Linked DNA regions of Mus musculus: regions 1, 2 and 3 are each linked to region 4. Evidence: chromatin contacts called from public ChIA-PET, Hi-C and capture Hi-C data. All regions are on one chromosome and are shown on one strand. Each heading gives the region's core, a stretch centred on a gene start, on an enhancer-like site or on the middle of the called end of the contact. The rest is flanking DNA. Distances are from core to core; before and after follow the strand shown. Region 1 has its middle 19 kb from the start of Tmprss13. Region 2 holds the start of Cd3d (CD3 antigen, delta polypeptide). Region 3 holds the start of Tmprss13 (transmembrane protease, serine 13). Region 4 holds the start of Scn4b (sodium channel, type IV, beta).

What was found. Hi-C and Micro-C count contacts between places; a contact is called where the count stands out from the background. ChIA-PET counts read pairs in DNA pulled down with a chosen protein or histone mark. Capture Hi-C pulls out chosen DNA fragments and counts their contacts.
Region 1: a Hi-C map of the P5424 cell line shows a contact between it and region 4, with 2.5 times the contacts expected there. The contact joins the enhancer-like site here to the promoter of Scn4b in region 4. A contact is called at or near these places in 3 of 15 datasets of contacts at CTCF or cohesin (large pre-B cells, pro-B cells and thymocytes), 8 of 484 Hi-C or Micro-C datasets (B cells, the P5424 cell line, Th1 cells and 5 more), 6 of 115 datasets of contacts at active chromatin or transcription factors (bone marrow-derived dendritic cells, double positive thymocytes, effector CD8 T cells and 3 more) and 1 of 9 other capture datasets (liver).
Region 2: a contact with region 4 is called in an RNA polymerase II ChIA-PET map of effector CD8 T cells, with 289 read pairs. The contact joins the promoter of Cd3d here to the promoter of Scn4b in region 4. A contact is called at or near these places in 18 of 39 promoter capture datasets (the C10 cell line, Sertoli cells, cranial neural crest and 10 more), 1 of 15 datasets of contacts at CTCF or cohesin (large pre-B cells), 28 of 484 Hi-C or Micro-C datasets (the AML12 cell line, the C10 cell line, the C2C12 cell line and 20 more), 21 of 115 datasets of contacts at active chromatin or transcription factors (CD8 T cells, DN3 thymocytes, the SCID.adh cell line and 17 more) and 5 of 9 other capture datasets (adipose tissue, embryonic stem cells, liver and 2 more).
Region 3: a capture Hi-C map of macrophages shows a contact between it and region 4, with 3 times the contacts expected there. The contact joins the promoter of Tmprss13 here to the promoter of Scn4b in region 4. A contact is called at or near these places in 2 of 39 promoter capture datasets (the C10 cell line and the HPC-7 cell line), 3 of 15 datasets of contacts at CTCF or cohesin (large pre-B cells, pro-B cells and thymocytes), 6 of 484 Hi-C or Micro-C datasets (B cells, CD8 T cells, bone marrow-derived dendritic cells and 3 more), 3 of 115 datasets of contacts at active chromatin or transcription factors (bone marrow-derived macrophages, embryonic stem cells and large pre-B cells) and 2 of 9 other capture datasets (liver and macrophages).

Annotation. Positions count from the first base shown.
Region 1 is chr9:45,298,902-45,302,069 of GRCm38.p6, forward strand. No RefSeq gene overlaps it. Among named protein-coding and RNA genes, the nearest start is that of Tmprss13, 19 kb to the right of the region's middle. Within about 2 kb of position 1,755, at least 318 of the 459 cell types and tissues checked have an H3K27ac peak or open chromatin away from gene starts, as enhancers often do. A contact at or near this core is called in B cells, the P5424 cell line, Th1 cells and 6 more, where this site is marked.
Region 2 is chr9:44,980,419-44,983,154 of GRCm38.p6, forward strand. It overlaps Cd3d (CD3 antigen, delta polypeptide), which reads left to right and starts at 1,368. Exons shown (of 5, transcript NM_013487.3): 1 at 1,368-1,522. The coding sequence starts at 1,468. Cd3g (CD3 antigen, gamma polypeptide) reads right to left here and starts at 13. Exons shown (of 7, transcript NM_009850.2): 1 at 1-13.
Region 3 is chr9:45,317,620-45,320,539 of GRCm38.p6, forward strand. It overlaps Tmprss13 (transmembrane protease, serine 13), which reads left to right and starts at 1,481. Exons shown (of 13, transcript NM_001013373.2): 1 at 1,481-1,536. The coding sequence starts at 1,516. It overlaps Lncbate3 (brown adipose tissue enriched long noncoding RNA 3), which reads right to left. Exons shown (of 4, transcript NR_040720.1): 3 at 1,474-1,700; 4 at 647-859.
Region 4 is chr9:45,136,833-45,139,873 of GRCm38.p6, forward strand. It overlaps Scn4b (sodium channel, type IV, beta), which reads left to right and starts at 1,792. Exons shown (of 5, transcript NM_001013390.3): 1 at 1,792-2,270. The coding sequence starts at 2,210.

The DNA of each region.
Region 1 (3,168 bases), core at 505-3,004, 160 kb after region 4:
AGCCATTCTCCAGTAACAGGCCTGGAAGAACTAGGTATCTCCTGACCTGACTATCAAACTGGCTGGGAGTGAGAGAGTACTTGTTTCCCAGAAAGACACTCACAGCTTCTCAGATCACCTCATGAAACGGAATGAAGCCCAGACAATAATGGATCAGTGGGCGTTCTGACCAGGACTGCTTAGATATGCAAGTTCCTAGCCCTCTGTTTAAATTTCAATTTCACTTTAGGGTTCTGAGATGGACTTGAAGTGGTCACTGGATCTGCCTCTTCCCAATGTGACCACAATGAGCAAATCTCCTTTCTGGTTCTCTCTATTGGTCTGGTTGGGTAGATCTATTTATCTATTGTCTTCTTGGGGTAGAGACTGTGACAGGACTGTGACCCCCCCCCATCTTTTGGTAGCAGTCCCTGCTCTTTGAGAGTCCCAGGAGATGAGCTCAGCTCGGCCCCGGAGGTGATGTCATCTGAGTCTTCTCCGGAGGGACTTCCAAGGGAGCCCTGTGTGAGTTCACTCTGCACTTCTGTTTTCAAACAGCTGCTCTCTGCTCCGGTCTCTGGGTGCCACTCTCAGTTCTCTCTTTGATTCCCACCCAAACCAACAGAGAAGCCAAGTGAAAGAGTAAAAACTCCCTTATGTATGTAATCAATCCACTGAAAACGAAGGTCCAAGGAGAAGCCAGCGTGCCTGTCTCGGGGACCTACACTCCAGCATACACAAGGACATTGCTACCTTTAAAGTCATGTTGACCACCTTGCCCCAAGGGTCTCATGGTAGCGCATCAACCCCAAAGGGACTCACTGTTCACTTCTTCCCCCTCCGTCCTCACTGTTCTCATTGGTTTGTTTTTCTAAGTGTATGAGTGCCTGGCCTGCATGTATGTCTAGTGGGCGTAATGCCCACAGAGGCCACAAGAGGGTGCCAGAGCTCCTGGAACTGGAGTTATGAACAGTTGTGGGCCACCGTATGGCTGCTGGGAATGGAACCTGGGTCTTCTGTAAGAACAAGTGCTCTTGAGCACTAAGCCATCTCTCCAGCCCCCTCTTTGTTGTCTTCCTCTGAAACCTTCTTACCATTCCCATCACCACATAGATTCTTCTACTTTCAGCTAACCACTTTGTTTCCTCTGGATCATTCATTGTTACATCCATTAGTTAATTTGTGAGTCCTCACCTGCCTCCCTCTGTCACATCTCCTGAGAGCATGGCTCTTGCCAATCTGCATACCCCAGGACACCCAAACAGATATGTGCCACCAGGACACTCTAATTTGGTCTAGTGTGGTATACCAAGTGGTACAGAAAAGGGGGACACATGAAGAGGATGCAGATCTAGAGGCAACATTGGGAAGCATTAAGTCTCAGGGACCTGAAGAGTGGCATCGGCTTCCCCAACACCTCACTGGCAAAGCACTGAATTAATTTAGAAAGGATCCCTTAGAGAACTCCGAAAAGTCCGTGAAGATGACAAGATGATGTTTCTTCAAGAGGATGCTCAGGGAAAAGGTCAAAGTGAGAAAATTATAGAGGAAGTGGACTGGGAAGAGGGGTGTCTCGTACTGGGAGCTACAGGGTATGAGGCAACTGAGGAAAACCGGTACTGGGGGTAGCCAGGAGGTGGAAGGAGCAGAGAGCTTTTCCGAATGCTGTCACTAGGTGGCGCCCGAAGACAGAAACTGGAAGGCAGGACATTCACGCGAGCGTGCAGATTCTCCAAGTCACTTCCCCGGAAATGACTCAGCAGGGATGACTTCAGCAGGTGGGGTTCTTCCGCTTGCGACCCAGGCTGCACGACGTTACATCAGGCACTGGGTGCAGAGGAAGTGGGCTTCTCATTTCATTCACGGAGTACCCACTCTTCACTCATCATCAGTCCAGTCCGGGTTCTTTTGTATCTGGGCAATGTCGTGAGAGCATCTGACTGATCCCTGCACGGAACAACGTGAAGTAAATGGATGACAGAGTGGAAAACACTCTAAGCCAGCCCAGCCCAGCCTCGCTCACAGTTCTAGCGCATGCTCTCTCTCCTCTGAAACCAGGCATCACTAGTCAACTTCACCCTGTGCCTGGCATTTATGACACACTGCCCTACAGACTGAGTCCATATCTTATCTCCCTGACTGTGGAATGTAGCATGTGCTGGTCATATCTCATTAATCACTTTTATCTCATGAACATCCCTCCCCAACACTCAGCATAATATCTGGACCACTGGCCTGTTTGGTAAAGATCTGATGATGATGGTGGTGATAATAAAGGGGGAGGAGGAAGAAGCAGAGGATGGAGGAGGAAGAGGAAGAAGAGGAGGAGGAGGTGGAGGAAGAAGAAACCATAGGCCATCGCCAATGAGGTAGTTACTTGCCTAGCAAGTCCTACACATCATAGATATTAACGATGACAAAGGTCACTGGAGCAGGGAGGGGAGGTGCCTGGGCTGGCTGTGAGGGTACTCAGCAGCTCTACTCCCAGCATCATATCTTAGGCAGGAAGTGGTACAGAGAATCCCCATAGCAAGGCCTTTACCACCCCCATTGCTAACAGAGCAGTTTGGGTCCTACTGGACTACGACTCCATCATTATATCCTACTGGGCTGCAGTCTCGTAATAGAGGAATGCAAGGCCTAAAAATCAGTATTGAGACGTCCAAGATACCTGCCATCTGTGCAACACTGAGTCTGCACCTCTGTCTACACAGTAGCTGTTGTGCTTTATAAAAGAGAGCCAGGATATGTTTGATAGAACCAAGTATGGTACAGTGGGAGGGGGCCTTGGTGGGCCTGTGCTGTGACATCCCTTCTCTCTGAGGTACCAGCCATAGGACAGGTATAGTGTGGACAGAGTTTATTTATGCGTGGGAAGGGGGGTTGGGAAGGGAGTAGAGACAGAGAAAGACAGGGGGTAGAGGGAGAAGGAGAAAGGGGTCAGCGAGAGAAGAGAGTCAGGGGTGGGGGCAGAGTGAGCAAGGAGCGACCAAACAAAGTCTTTAAGAACAAGCCAGGCCTACCTGGCTGTTGCTAGGTAACTGTTGGGCGGAGCCTAGAAGGAATGCTAACAGGGGCCATGCCACTGTACCCCATTGTGTACTTTCCAGTTCAAGGCGAGGGTAGGCGGTGTGAATGTGCATGCTGATAGCTGACCAGGGCCAGAGGGGGAAGGAGGAGGTGGTTACC
Region 2 (2,736 bases), core at 118-2,617, 160 kb before region 4:
ACCCAGCATGCATTGAGCTGGGACTCTGAGTAGAGGCAATACCAGGTGTCTCCGCCCTCTCCTGTAGAGTGTGGGCAGCAGGGGCCCCAGCAGGGGTGTTGATGCTCTGACTTATCTCGTTTTCTCTTTTGTTGTTGTTAAGGCTTGCAGGATAGCAGGTGGCAGGGGATGAGGTTCTAGATTCCCACTTGGAAACCCCTTTACCACTAGAACCTCTATGCGCAATAGGTTGAAGACTCCACTGAGCCTTTTTCTCGATGACAGTGATGAATGTTCCTGCCTGTTCTTCTGGCTAGGTCTGGACTTGTTTGTCACTTGATCCCAGAACTCATGGGTTTAGGCAGAACTTTTCCATGTATGAGACTGGAGTTCTGAATGGAAAAGCATCTTAGAGTAGACCTTCCTTAAGAGATTTTTGACACTGTTCTTTTGAGAACATCTAAGTGGTACCCACCTAGAAGAGAACATCCCAACGGGACAACTAGCTTATTTCTTGGTGTATGACCCTGGGCTAGTTCCAGGGTCTCAGGCTATTGTCTCCTTTAGCCAGTCAATGCATAACAGAAATTCACAGAATTCCTATGTGATTCCAGGCACAAAGGATAATTTTGTCCCCAGACAGATGACCTTCTGATTATAGCAGTGTGGAAAGTTAGATCCCCACAGCACATGGTAGAAAAGTCTATTGTCTCCTGGGGAGGATCGATTCTACAAATGAGTGGATTGATTATATTGTTAAGAAGACTCTCATACTGAGATGGCTTAATGTGGCTGGCATGATGCAAACACTCCTCCCCCAATCCTTAGAGTGATGCTGAGGGAGACAAGCTCTGAGACACTCCATGCATGGGTACTATGTGCTGGACCTAGGATTCCGATGTCTGGATGAGGGCTTCTCAAGTCCATCTTCCCACTGGCTAGAAGCAGCTTGATGTGGTGTCCCAGAGTGTCCTGTGAAGGGTCCTGAGACTGATCAGAAACAAGAGGATCTGCTAATGTGGCTTGTGTAATAGTTTCTCTCAGTGGATCTAAAGAGGTGGCACTTCCTTGTTTGTGAGTAAATGTAGTTGTATTGTTCATAGGAAGCCCAAAATCTTCTTTGTTTGTTACCAGTGACTATTGCTATTTGTTTTTTGTTACCAGGAAAGGCTATTCTAAATTCCCTTACACTTCCTAGAATTCTGAACAAACTTTCCTCATAGTCTCTGCTTTGTATCAATCATCCCAAAATCTTTGCTTCAGAAAGAGCAGTTTGCACCTGTTTGTGTTTTACCCCACACCTAGCCCACTGTTGCTTTGACAGTCTTACACCATCAAAGGCAGAAGGTAGAGAGGCAGATTTCTTCTAGTTCCTCCCCCACTCTTCCTTTTTCTGAATACCCATGAGTCTGTTGGCGGAGGATAGTGCTAACCCTGGCTGATCATCCTGTGGCTTGCCTCTATTTGTTGCATGATTCCCTCTGGAAGATGGAACACAGCGGGATTCTGGCTAGTCTGATACTGATTGCTGTTCTCCCCCAAGGTAAGGGAGGCCTCTTCAGCTGTGTGGAGGATGGACCCGTGAGGGGCATTGTCACTGGGAGAAGTCCACTGGATAGTGCATCTCGTTTACCAAGCTGGGGAAGATAAAAGGGCAAGGCTAGGGCATAGGAAACAAGCATTCGGCTTTGACCTGCTCTAGTCAAGGCTCACATTGGTCGTGATGGTGTCCCCAAACTCCTTGGACCAGACATTTGTAGGAAATGGTTCCATATTGTATGTCCCTAGGCCTAAAACTAGTAATGAAGTTATACCCATTGCATCGTCTAAGGCAAATGGCCTCTTGGAGTAGGATTCTTGGTCATGTGACCACCCGGAGCCACGGCTCGGCTCAGAATTTAGAAGCGATCTTTAAGAGAAAAGTTAGCTTTAGCTGAATGGGAAGGACAGGCAGAGGGTATGTTATATTAAAGTCTGTAAGTCCTAAGTGCCAACTCTTTCTCAGTTTGTTTGCTTTTAAAACAGAAAAGCAGGCTGGGTAGATAACACGGGGGTAGGACTCAAGGAGTGCAAAAAACCCAAACCAAACAAACTCCAAAATAACACTGCGAAGCTCACATCTCAGAGCTCAGCCGTCCCAGGAAAACTGGGTCAAATGGTTACTCTAAGAGCTGTCCTGGCCACCAGAGATTTCTACTGGACGTAACTCCAAAGAAGACGGGACTTTAAGAGGAGAAGAATTACATACACCTCTCTTCTCCAGCATGCTCATATATGTTCCTGCTTCAGAGGCAGGGGCAGCCATTTTGGAGTTTTCTGGAGGGTGCTCTTTTGTTCAGATCAGTAACTAAGTAATGAAGCTCAGAGACACACAGACTCCAGGGAAGGCTGGCTGTAGACATAAGGCATGGCAGTGCCCTCTGGGCTGGGAAGGCTCACTGTGCCCACAGCCTTTCACCTCTCCCACCAGACTTGATGTACTTAGAGCCTCAGGAGCAGATTTGATACATATTGGTGGCCCTTTCTCCTTAAGCAAGCATGGCAAAGACAGTAAAAATTATAGGGGCACAGGAGGGACAGGAACCGCTCAACCCAGAAACTAGCTAGGGTTTGAGAATTTCAGCACAATTAATGTTCTCTGTATAAGTTGTCTACAAGCTGCTCTTTTCTGATACGGGTATTTTACTATGCTGCTATTTAAAATAGCAACAAGTCAGGCTTAAGGCTGGACTGTGTATGACCTTGGGCAGGGCCTCA
Region 3 (2,920 bases), core at 231-2,730, 180 kb after region 4:
GACTGATGGAGCCCTCCAGGACCGGCCTCTGGGTGCCAAGGATGAAGCATAGCCTTGTAGCTCATTGGTGCCCAGAGGGGACCTCCTTAGGAGAGGGGAAGAGGAGGACCCAGCACACAATGTGGCCAGCCTGTGCCCAGACCTGGATGACCAGAGTGTGGACAGCGAGAGGAAGAGAGCGAGGGCCAAGTTCTGATGTCTTGAAGAGCAGCCAGTGAAGTAATGCAGCCAAGTCAGAGACTCCTTGGCTCTCTGCCTGGGTCTTCCAGGAGTTTTCCCATGAGCCTCTGTGTTTTAGACTTCCCTGAACACCCTAAACTAGAACAGTTTTCATATCTGTTTATCTAAAAGGTCAAGAGGCAGCCTCAGACTCCACCCTAGTAGTTGACCATGGCCACTGCTCCTAATTGTCAGGGCATTCTCAGCCTCGCCATCTCCTCCGGCTTTGCCCCCCTCCCTCCCACTGTCTGATGCCAGAACTGCCTCACTGGTTTGCTGAGTGTGGTCAGTGTCCCAGCTCCCACCCCCCCCACACACACACCCCACTCCCAGCCCCATCAGTGCTGGCACCGCAGCTCCAGGGGTCTAGGTCTGTCCAGCTTCTAGGATTGCACGTAAACCAAGAATTCACAAAAGAGGCAAAAATAAAAGCAAAGAGAATTTTATCTGGGTACAGATTCATGCATGGGGGAACACAGACCCAATCGCAGAATCCACGGATCTCAGCGAAGTTGCAGCCACCCTGGGGCTTTATCACAAAGGGAGCATTCCCAAGTCCACCTAACTCTTCTGCTTCCACACTTCTGAGCGCAGCGACTTTGCTTTAGGACACGTGTCTCTTCCTCTGTTTCTTTTGCCTCTAATGATCAGGATGGAGCACAGGGTAGGAGGTCATGAGTCAGCCTAATATATTCCCCAGACCGGTTTCCACTCAAATACATACATGTTTTATAGTAATTGATTTTGATATAATTCATAATATTTTATTGCTGCCAATGGAGGTAATTCATTATGTGCACCATTTAAAACCATCTGATTTCTCTTGTCGTTGTTAAGAGTTTTCATAAAAAACTTTTTTCAGGAAAAAAAAAAGTCCATCTCATGTCCAGATTTGGGATTTGGACACAGTTAGAAATGAGCACACTTTGAGGGCAGGGTCTTCCTGGAAGGCTCAGGTGACCACATTCGAAGGGCTTCCCATAATCTCAGATCCTGTCTGGAACCCTCTGGGAGGGGCGGTGAAGGGGACCCCACACACAGAAGCTCATGTGGTGGCAGTTTCAAGAGCCCAGGTATTAGCTGAGTAACTGGGATGGGGCTGAAGGACAGGTCTGGCGAGTTCTGGGTTGTTTATACCTGAGTTACCTCACACGTCCCACCGACTTCCCCGCCCCATCTGCTGAGGGCCGGCCCTCGGCCCTCAGCCTCCTTTTCCCCACACGCTGGGGGACTGGGGGCCAACATGGATCTTACCCTCGACATCAGCTGAGCCTGGAAGAAGCATTCTCTTACACCATGGACAGAGGCAGCCACCGGGTGAGTGCGCCGCGGTCTCCTGGGCTTTCCCAGGCATGAGAAGGGACAGGCTGGAGTCAGGCAGGGTGCTGCCAAGACCTGCCCCGAGTGTAGGGAAGACAGAATGTCTCTGCTGGCTGGAAGCTGCCTGGGATCCAGTGATTTCAACTGCTTCATCTTAGTCCCTAGAAGGAACTCCGAGGAGGAGAAACCAATAAAATATGGAGTCTGGTTATTAGGCACCCCTGGGCTGTGTGGCCAAGGCCTGGACAGGGCTGTGGCCTGTGTGTGCCCTGGCAAGAACAGCTCTGGAGTTACTTGGTAATCTGGCGTTGCTGTTTGAGGATTGGATTTAATCTAGATTCATTTTTGCTGGTTTGAGAACCCAAAGGTATTTTAACTCATCTTCAAGGATTACCTCCTAGCTAGACTCCTAACCCTTCCCGGAAGCATGCGAGTCTTCTTTTTAAATGTACATTTAAATTTTTTCATTGGTTACTTACTAGGGGACGTAAAGTACATGGGAAGTGCTTCCTTATGTCTAACCACAGTGTCTTCTGCTATATCTTAAGCTTCTTCTGCTGCTTTTAGAGGTGATAGAGAGCAATGGGGTTGTCCTGTGTAGAAAAGGGTCTTGTACACACATTAGGTATCCACAAAGCCTTATTTAATGCGCCCCTCTTTTTGCTTAACTTCTCCTAGGTCCTGTTTTCTGCTCTTTTCCATATTTTTCTGTTCTCTATTGATAGAGTGGACTCTGAGACTCTAGAAAGTCCAACAAGCCCTGGGTTTGAAGAAATCCAGCTCACCATATGTTCTAGACTGTGCCTGGCTTGTGGTCCACTCTGAACCCGGGTATGTTTCCGAAGGCACTGTTATCTCTCCTATTATTCCAGACCCCTCTCTGCTCTTCTCCTTTGCTCTCTGCTCTGGTCCTTTTGGCTCATGTCCCCACAGGAAGCAGAACAGGGAGCATGGGGTGGGGGTAGCATTCTGTAGGAAGCATGGGGCGCCACACACACAGCCATGGCTATCTTCCGTGAAAACTTGCTAGTCCCCAGACCCAAAGATGGGGACTGAGCTATCTATCAAGTTCTATCTGTTCAAGTTAGAGATGGGCAGAGACCTGGCCTCTCTCCTGGAGTGGGGTTAGAGAAGCATGTTCATCTGGGAAACTCATCTTCCTAGAGTTAGGGACCAATGTGGAAGCAGGTTGGAAGGACAGGACATGGGCAAAAGTGTGAATTAAGTGTCAAAGTTCTGGTAGGTCCTGGGATCACTATGGAAGGTCCAAGCTTCTCTTGTAATGAGAGAGCTGAGCCATCCCATTATTTAAGGGTATAGGTGAAACCCATAGATAGTGAGTAGAGGCAAAGGAGGGAGCCTATAGCTGCCCCCTAATCTT
Region 4 (3,041 bases), core at 542-3,041:
TGCCACCGGGATCTAAAGATATCTCTGGAGTTCTATTCCCCCTCCCTCCTTGTTTTCCGGGCAGGGGTCACTTTCTTTCCCATTGGTTCACCTCCTCTCACCTCAGCCTAGAGCTGGGAGAAACATGACCCTGCTGTAAAAATAACACAGGCAGCCTGGATGCCTGGCCTTGCTTGCACAGTGGCAGGCCCTCCCAAAGGTCAAAACCTCTCCTGGACGTAGCTTCCCCTCTGGGGCCCCAGGCTTCTTTGAACTCAGATGTGTTGTGTGTTCAGCCTGTGTGCCCAGGGCTCTGCCAAGCGTGCTAACACGTCTTTATCTCTCTGAGTCTTTACATCCAGTTCTATTTCTAATGTTGGAAAGGCCTGGTGCAAGATACAGGTGCAAAAAGGCACACAAGTCTCAATGTAGGTAATAAATCAGGATAGAGGCGTGGTGGAGAACACCTTTCATCCCAGCACTCAGGAAGGGGAAGAAGAGGCAGGGCGATCTCTGAGTTCCAGGACAGTTTGGCCTACAGGGCTACACAGAGAACTCCTGTCTCAAAACCACCACCACTACAGCAATGACAGCAGGAACAGCAACTCAGGATCATTAAGTAAAGTTTATCTCCCATCCTCGGCCTCTGACTGCTTTTCCATGGTGGCCTAGAAGATGGGATTTCTTTTCAGACTCTTCCCCAGTCATCTTGCTTTTGTGACTGGTCCTGCAGCGACTGGGGTTCCACTCAGGAACCACCCACCTGCTTATCAAACTTATCCAAGAGGAGTCCAACTCAGCAACCCCTAGGGGAAACACTAGATTCTTGGATCCCCAGAACCCTTTAGAACTCAGAGGAGGTGTGTTCCCTGGACTCATGGGCTAGCATGAGGTCCCCTAAAACTAGGAGCCCAGGGCTGCCCTCCCTGTTGCCTAGCATTGAGGATGATGCTATTTTGCATCAGGAGGTAAATATCATGGGGTCACCATCCAGCAGACAGCAGAATTCTCCAGAAAAGTTGTGTGCTTTGTTCAGAGTTCTCCAGCAGCAAACACAGGGCATCAGAGCTGTTCAACTACCATGACAACCAACGAAGCAAAAGAAAACAAGGTTCTCCCCGCAGACAGTTAACATTCTGTATACAACCTCAATGGTCTCTTATGGCGCTGAAGCCTTTCAGGAACTCCGGGTTGGAAGATGGGTGGAGGGTGTGGCGAGGTGGAGGGTGTATTTCCAAGGTTTAACTGGTCTCCGGACAGTGAGGAGGATTTGTCCTGGAGGGTAGCTTGAGTAGTTGACTAGAGGTCTTGAGGGGGGACCTTCTTGGTGTTTACGGTTGCCTCCCCACCCCCGCCTCCCCGCGCTGGGGGCAAAGCACGCTGTCTCCAAGTGACTGCCTGCCAACCCTCTAAGAAGCAAAGAGTCTGTGCAGAAATGGGTTGGTGGGCGGCGTGCAGGAGACTTTGCAGGGGAAACTAGGTTTGCCACAGCCTAAAAGCCATCCGCAGAGCGAATGAGCGGCGCGGCTGGAGGCGACGCGTGTTGGTTCAGGGCTGTACCGGTCGTCCGCAGCGGGCAAGCCGGCACACGCCCACCGGCTGCGGCAGCGCCCGCTGCGGATGTCCTCCCGGCGGTCCCCGGAGAGGCAGCCGCTGCCCTTACTCGTGTTCTCTGAGCGGAACAAAAACAGCCTTCCAACAAACCTAAAAGCTCCACCTCTACTCCCCCGTGAACTCTTCTCCTAATTGGCAGCTCGGCGCTTGGGATGATGCGGGCGTCTGCGGGCTGGCCCTGCAGTGCCAAGCCGCAGCATTCCCGTCCCGCTGGAGAGGAAGAGGGCTGCCCAGGCTGGACCCTACGGCCGTGATACACGGCGCAACGGGCACTGTGCGAAACCGACGGGGACGCCGCCCCTCCTGCGGCTGGAGCGCTTCCAGAGCAGAGGCGCATCGCAGTGCCGCTCGCCCCGGCGTCCTCCCTTCAGCTCCGGCTCCTCCTCCCCCTTCCAGCCCCGGCTCCTGCAGCCGGCTCCAAGAGGCGGCGGGCGCGCCTCCCCCTCCTTGGTCTCCCCCTCGTCTCGCTCTCTCGCGGCTAACTTTCCGGAGCCCCGACCCGCGGCTCGGAGCTCCCCTGGCAGCTGCGGGGCCCACAGACGACCTCGGGTGGAGAGCCCGGCTGTCCCCACTATTCCATCCCAAGCCCCCGGAGCGCTCCAGAGAGAACAGGACCATGTCCCGGGCTGGGAACCGAGGCAATACTCAGGCGAGATGGCTGGGCACTGGGCTTTTGGGTAAGATAGCCCCAGCTTTGTCATTTCTCTCTCTCGCCTCTTTCTTAACCCCACCCCATCCTGAAGGAGGTGAAGAGAAGTGCCTTAGACAAGGTGGCACCAAATGATTGGGATGCCGGTCTTCCTCCGGACCCTTAGCTTTAAGACTATGTTCCCTGGGAACCTTGTGCATTTTCCCCAACCCCTGCCACCCGGGCAGTGAGTTTCTTGCTTTCTTTGATGCCTTTTGGAGCTAGGTGTTGGAGCTGCAGCAGGGAAATCCTCCTGAGACCGGAGTTAAGGCATGCTGGTGGGGTGGGGGCTGGGGTGTCTACTGCCTTGAGTGTGGGGGCTCCAGGGAGTTTGCAGGTGTAGCGGTGTCTGCCGCTCTTGCCTAGTACTATTGACTTGCTTGCTTCCCTGGCAGCAGGAAATGCTCCAATGGGGGACGAGGGTCTCCCTCCCGACTCTTCGCCAGGTTCTCCCCACTTCTTCCTTTCTGGTGTCCATTGCCACTCTTTCAAATGCTGGAAGGACTTAGAAGAACCCAGAGGACCACTCAAAGGCCACCTTTTCAGAAGGTCCTTGTCCCTCTTCCTTTAAAGGGTTTCTTTGGGGAAAGACCTGTTTGGCTTGCTACTGGCTTTTCATTTTGGGGAAGGCTGGGAAGAGAGAGGAGTCAGGCCCAGAGGACACAGAGGGTATAGACTCTTATGGCTATCTATTAATATTCACATGATGGTTTTGAGTGTCAAACTCCAAGAGATTAAGCAATGGTATTTATTAGTCCAG